Regions from separate parts of the Mus musculus genome. Here region 2 is linked to region 1. The links are chromatin contacts, called in public Micro-C maps. All regions are on one chromosome and are shown on one strand. Each heading gives the region's core, a stretch centred on a gene start, on an enhancer-like site or on the middle of the called end of the contact. The rest is flanking DNA. Distances are from core to core; before and after follow the strand shown.

Region 1 (3,223 bases), core at 411-2,910:
TGTGTGTGTGTGTGTGTGTGTGTGTAACCACTGATCCATCTGGCCAGTTCCTACATTCTGTTTTCAGCTTTAATTTCCCCTTTGTTTACTGGGAATCGTGTGGGAGGATGAAGGCCTTGATAAAGGGCATATGTACACAGACAGCGCCTGACTAAGTCCAGGGACATTGTAGCTATTGTTGCTGGTTTTTATTATCAGGCATCTCTTCCTACAGACTGCCAGCCCTAAATTGGGCTCTGTCCCAAGAATTACCACAGTTTTATAAATAGAGCTTGTTGCGTGTATCAGAGCTGCGGTCTGGTTGTGGGAGGATTCTGGTCTGCCCTCCACACAGCAGTAAGGAGAGCACTGAGTCCACGTCATAGAGGGACGTGAGGGGACCTACAGGAGAAAAATAAGGGAAACCCTGCTTTCAGTTTTACCTATTAATTTACTATTGAGACAATGTCTCACTTTGTCACCCTGGCTGACCTGGAACTCCCTCTGTAGAGCAAGCTTCCCTCACAGAGCGATCCATCTGCCTCTGTCTCTGCCTCCCAAGTGCTGGGATTAAAGAAGTGAGCCACCCCCTAGGCTACTTACTAGTTTGTTGTTGGTTTTTGTTTTGTTTTGAGACGGGGCTTTGCTGCTCTACCTTTAACTTTTCTAATGTACGTAGGAACATCTCAGCCTCCAGGAAAAGGGAGTCCCTACCCTGGATATAGATATATACATATCTATATACATATCTATATCCAGGTCATCTGCAGAAGCAACTAATACTCTTAGCTATTCTCTCCAGCCACTCCACCACACCTTTTGAGACAGGTATTCACTAGGTAGCCCAGGTTGGCCTGGAGCCGGTGATGGCCCAGTCTATTGCTCAAATGTTAAGGTTATTATGTGCAAGCCACCACAACCACATCCGAAATTTATTTGCTCATTTTTGTGTGTGTTCTGTGTTTCTTGAGACTGTGTCCTACTATGTAGCCCTGGAACTTACTATGTACACAGGCTGGCTTGAACTCAGAAATATAGCTGCCTCTGCCTCCTGAGTGCTGGATAAAAGGGGTGCGCCACCATGAAAGTAAGCAATGTATTGTTTATTTATTGAGACAGAGGTCTTCCAACAATGCCCCCTGACTCCTGGTCAATTATTCCGAAATCGTAGGCCCCTCCCACCCACCCACAACTTATCCCACGTCTTAGTGCCTCAAGCAAACACTGGGTACAGTGCAGAGGCAGGCAGATTTCTAAGTTCCAGGCCATCCTGGTCTACAGAGTGAGACAGGACAGCCAGGGCTACACAGAGAAACCCTGTCTCGAGAAAAAAAAAAAAAAAAAAAAAAAGGTTACAAACAGAAAGCTCCCACTTCGGAGGAGAGTTTCAGATCTGAGTTAAGGAGTCGCGAGGAGGAGAGTTGCAAGGAACTTCAGGCAGGAAAGGACTCCGCAGCCCTTCCCATCCCATTTGACTCCCCGATCCCGGAGCGTCGAACTCCACCCTCCGGTGTCCCTGTACCTACACCAGGTGTTTGGGCGTGCCTCAGTTTCCCAGCGTCAGGGCGTTCCGCCAGCCCCGCTCCTCCCCCTTTTTCCTTTTCCTCTTCCTCTTCGGGGCGTCGGTGGCCGCGCCTGGAGCTCCCGGAACTAAAAGCGGACCTCGGGCGGTGGGCCGGCGGGGGCCACGTCAGCGGGTGTCGGGGCTGTACGGGCACCATGCGGCGGGGCGCGCTCCTGGCTAGCGCCCTGGCCGCCTACGCCGGGTACCTGGCGCTGGGCGCGCTGCTTGTGGCGCGGCTGGAGCGGCCTCACGAAGCCCGGCTGCGGGCAGAACTGGGGACCCTGCGGGAGCAGCTGCTACAGCACAGCCCGTGCGTGGCGGCTCACGCCCTGGATGCCTTCGTGGAGCGGGTGCTGGCGGCCGGACGGCTGGGGCGCGCAGCGCTCGCCAACGCCTCGGGAGCTGCCAACGCTTCGGACCCTGCGTGGGACTTCGCCTCGGCGCTCTTCTTCGCCAGCACGCTTGTCACCACCGTGGGTAAGTGAGTGCTATCCATCACCCAGTCCCAGATAGTGTCCGGACCCCTTAACATACACCTTCATCCCAATCGTCCTGGTGCTCTCAGAACAACCTCCATTCCCAACTGACCCACACTGGCCACAGCTGCCTCATTTGGAGAGCCCTCGTACTACACACCCCAGTTCCCTTGGAATACTTTCTCAGACAGCATCCCCTTTGGTGCCTTTTTGTTTGGTTTTGAGATAGCATGTACCTTTAGGCGCAGGTTGGCTTGGAATTTCATCCTCCTGTCTCAGCCTCCTAAATGCTGGGATTACAGGTGTGGGTCACCAGCCTGGCTCACTCTTGTCTTAATCCTAGGATTATCATAGATGATTGGCAAGGGCCTTGGTAGGGCTTTCCTTGGGTGTCTAACCTCGGGGGCTGTGTTACAATAGGGCTGGCACACCATCTCTTCCAGCCTTGTCTTCTGGCTCCAGATAGGTCCTTTCTGGAACAGCCCACTTTAACTTCCTCCTGAACTCAGTGCCCCAGTGAACTGTGAGTTGAACTCAGGCCTTCATGCATGCTAGTCAGTAATAGCAGGGCAACATTACTGGAGGTCTGTCTTCTAGGAAGAGACCTTAGCCTGACCTGAGACCGGTTCTAGGATCCCTTCCGCTTTGGGCACTCTCCAGCAAGATCCCTGGTCCGGGGACTAACAGACTGACTGAAGGTCCCCCCCTCCCCCCCTCTCCTGGACTTCCTACTCTAACACAGGGCTCCTCCACCCATCTTTACACCTCCCCTGAGTTGTTGGGATTCTCCCAATGTTTTCCACTCTAGACTCAGATTCCTGGATCAGCAGCTCCTACAGCGGGCTGTAAGAATGGCGCGAACCCAGAGCGTCCTCAAGGAAGAACCATTGGCTGATTGGCTGTCCCGCTTGAAATCCTCCAAGTTGAGACTCCTACCCCTAACTACCTCCAGCAAAACCTCTTGCTCTTTTCTTTTTTCTTTTTTTTCTTTTCTTTTTTTTTTCTCTTCTTTCTTTCTTTCTTTTTTTTTTTCTCTTGCCCTTTTCACACCAAGGACTGGTAGTGAGGGTCTCTTTCAGCTCAAGTGAGGAGGGCTGAGGTGTAGCTCGGTGGTAGAACACTTGCCTAGCATGCGTGAGATCCTGAGTTCAACCCTTAGTACTTCAAAAAACAAAACACCTAAACTCATGAATGGGACTCCTAT
Region 2 (3,223 bases), core at 445-2,944, 540 kb before region 1:
CTATGAGTGTGGGTACTAGGGACTGAACCCAGACTCTCTGAAGAGTAGCCACGGCTCTTAACCACCGAGCCATCTATCTAGACACTAGACAGATGAATAAAATGAAATTCTGTCCAAAGTTCAAAGCCGTGCCTCTAGGCTACTCACTCTTCGGTGTTACCATGAACAGGTTCAATCATCTTCAAAACCTCCACATGCACCTCACCCCAGGACTAACCAATTCTATCTCACCCCACACTCCCTTTTACTAGGACAGTAGGAAGAGTTCCTCATGTCATGAAGAAAGGCGTTTCTGTGGATTCCTCCATACCAAGCCAAAAAAAAAAAAAGGAACTTGATCTCTCTGGAAACCGTAAACAAAAAAACAAAGTACATTTCAGGAACTTCAAATAATTTCTGCAGGAACTGGCCAGGTGCAGTATTAAAGTCCATTAGCCCACTTAAGCTGCTATAACAAAATACCAGAGACTAGCTTATAAATAACAAACTTATTTCTCTGTTGTGGTGGCACTGACAAATTAGGTGTCTAGTGAAAACCGATTTCCCCGGTCCCCAGATGGAGTCTCTGGACTGCACTCTCACCTAGAGAAGGCAGGTAGCTCCAGGGAGCCAGGGCACTACTCCCATTTAATTACCTTCAAAAAGCCCCCACCTTCTAAACCCACCACACCGAGGACTAGTTTTGTAACTATAAACTGGACAGGGTGAAGATGGGGTACAACGGAGACTCCGTGTGCTCACTATGTCTGCTTCTTGACAGAAAAGCCTAGAGCTGAGGAAGTTGTCTTTTTAGAACCTGAAGTGGATCACCCAGAATCATGAACTTCAAATTCTGACTTCTCTAGTGGTAGTCAACAGAGGCTAAGATTTTCTAAGAGTTCCCTAAACAAGGCTAAATGGCTACTCGGAGGGTGTGACACAAAAGTAGGAACCCACAGTAATTACGTTTTTTCAAATACAATTTCTATACACTCATCCGTTTCTGAGACAGGATTTCACTATGTGGGTCCCGGTAGCCTGGAACTCACTATGTTCCCACGGCTGTCCTCAAAGTCACTGACTTCCAGCTTCCGCAGCTCGAGTGCTGAAATTATAGATGTGGGTCACCATATCTAACTCCTAACTACAGTTAAAAGTCATGCTGATTGGTAAACTGATCTATCTTGAACACAGAAATCCTTACCGTCTCTACTATTTAGCTTTCTCCCCCCTCCCCCCAAATTTTCAAATAAACTTGACATAAATGGTGTCCCGCACCTCCCGCCCCCGACTTTGCGTTGCAAGACTAGAGGATCTGGTAACCACCTACTACCCACGTTCTGCTGACTTCGCGCACTCTCTCTCTCTCACCCTCCTGTACAATCCACATCCTCCAAAAACCTTTTCGCCCATGCAGTCACACTCCCGCCGCCTTAGTCCCTCTTTAAGCCTCTAGCGCCATCCCGGAAACCGGGTGGGTCCCCTAGAGCCGGCCTGCAGCCAGCGACCAACAAATACAGGCCTTAAGGACTGTATTTACACAAAGCACTTAAAACCAAGGGCAGACTCACTTCAAAAGTATAAACTGCGATCTCACGGCTTCGAACTCGGACGACCAGCGAATACCGACCAGGACAGTACCGGGTTAGGTCGGGTAGGGCACTGAGATGATCCGGAACAACCTCTTTCCAGCCACTTCCGCCATGTGGCTGAGCATTTATAGTGGACTACATTTCCCAGAAGGCGGTGCTACTTCTAGAGTCTGCAGGAGAGTTTCAGTGTGCGAGAGAGGAAGTAGAGATCTGTTGAAACTAGAGAACGGACGATTAGTTTTCTAAAGGGGGAATTTCCCAAGGATCCAAGGCTTGAAGTCTCTGAAACTTAAGCAGTTTCGGCTCTGTGGTGGGGGTGGATCTTTACTCCAGCTACAGAAGCGAGGCAAGAACCCGAGCAAGTGATCCAGCTCAGGACTACATTTCCCAGAAGACATCACAGACCGCGTTCTCGGTAAAGAACTCATCCTGCTATTGACAGTCGGATATATGAGGGCTCTTAAGAGCTTCTCCAGTGTGGTGTTCCAAGCTCCCTGAAGGAATGAGACAAGGCTGTTAGGACTGGGAACGACTGGATAGGGCAAAGATCGCCCTATCTTTACTGGAATATTTAGTCTACTTACCACTCGATAGCCACAAATTTAAATGTGCTGCATTAGCCTGGGTTGAGCATTGCATGTTTGTAATCCCAGCACTCAGGAGGCAGAAGCAGGAGAATCAAGAGTTTTAATGCCCGCCTCGGTTACATAACAAGTTTGAAGCCATGGTTACCTAACGACCTGTGTCCATAAAGGAAAATAAACAGAGAGATGGTTCAGTTCTTAAGAGCATCGTCTGTTCTGTTCCAAGCACTTATGTTGGGCCAATCATGAACATTTATGTTGGATCAAATTTTATGGAATTCCATATGTATGTATGTATATGTATATATATATATATATATATATATATTCTCACTCATATAATGAGAATTCAATGTCGATCATACTGGCTTCAAACTCTGGCCCATGTCTCTGCCTTCTGTTTGCTATGATTAAAAGTATGCATCACTGTGCCTCAAGTCTTGGTGGATTTTGTTATTGTTGGTTGATTTTGTTGTTGTGGAAGCAGAGTTTTATTAGGAAGACTGTCTCCGGGGGGAAGAGAGAGAGAGAGAGAGAGAGAGAGAGAGAGAGAGAGAGAGAGAGAGAGAGAGAGAGAGAGAGAGAGAGAGAGAAGAGAATATCTCGCTCACAAGATCTAGGTTTACCGGCAGCCTGAAACCCAGATTCCGCTTTTTGGATTTCTAGGTTCCTGGTCTTTCCGGGACCTCCTGGGACCCTTTCTAGACAGAATTCCCAGAGGAATTCTCCGTGAATCGGCTTAGAGCAGATGTTGTGGCAGGGGTTACACGAAGGAGGATTTGGTGCCCTGGCTTGTTTTTCCCACAAGGCACTGCGGCTTGGACTCCTCGGTTTGAACTACATTTCCCAGAAAACAACGGGTGCAAGCAATTTACAGTTCAGCCCCAGTCCCCAAACACCCCGCAGGGTTCTCAGTGCTCGGCAAAATGAATTCAACCTAAATCCAAGGGCGGTGACAGGAGGAGGGCTCTAAACAAATGTTTCAAATTTGGAGTTCCTGATTTGGACATGGAGAAGCCGCCAGTTGTTACTGGAATGTAGGCCTGTGGGTTAGTGAAGAGCACAGGA

The links. A called contact is a pair of places that touch in the nucleus more often than the background predicts.
Region 2: a contact with region 1 is called in a Micro-C map of B cells, with 4 times the contacts expected there. The contact joins the promoter of Zfp84 here to the promoter of Kcnk6 in region 1. A contact is called at or near these places in 2 of 39 promoter capture datasets (hippocampal neurons and liver), 3 of 484 Hi-C or Micro-C datasets (B cells, CD4 T cells and forebrain) and 2 of 115 datasets of contacts at active chromatin or transcription factors (both in embryonic stem cells).

Annotation. Positions count from the first base shown.
Region 1 is chr7:29,230,959-29,234,181 of GRCm38.p6, reverse strand. Kcnk6 (potassium inwardly-rectifying channel, subfamily K, member 6) reads left to right here and starts at 1,660. Exons shown (of 3, transcript NM_001033525.3): 1 at 1,660-2,020. The coding sequence starts at 1,699.
Region 2 is chr7:29,767,023-29,770,245 of GRCm38.p6, reverse strand. It overlaps Zfp84 (zinc finger protein 84), which reads right to left and starts at 1,694. Exons shown (of 5, transcript NM_023750.2): 1 at 1,551-1,694. Gm38983 (a long non-coding RNA gene) reads left to right here and starts at 1,993. Exons shown (of 2, transcript XR_881933.3): 1 at 1,993-3,192.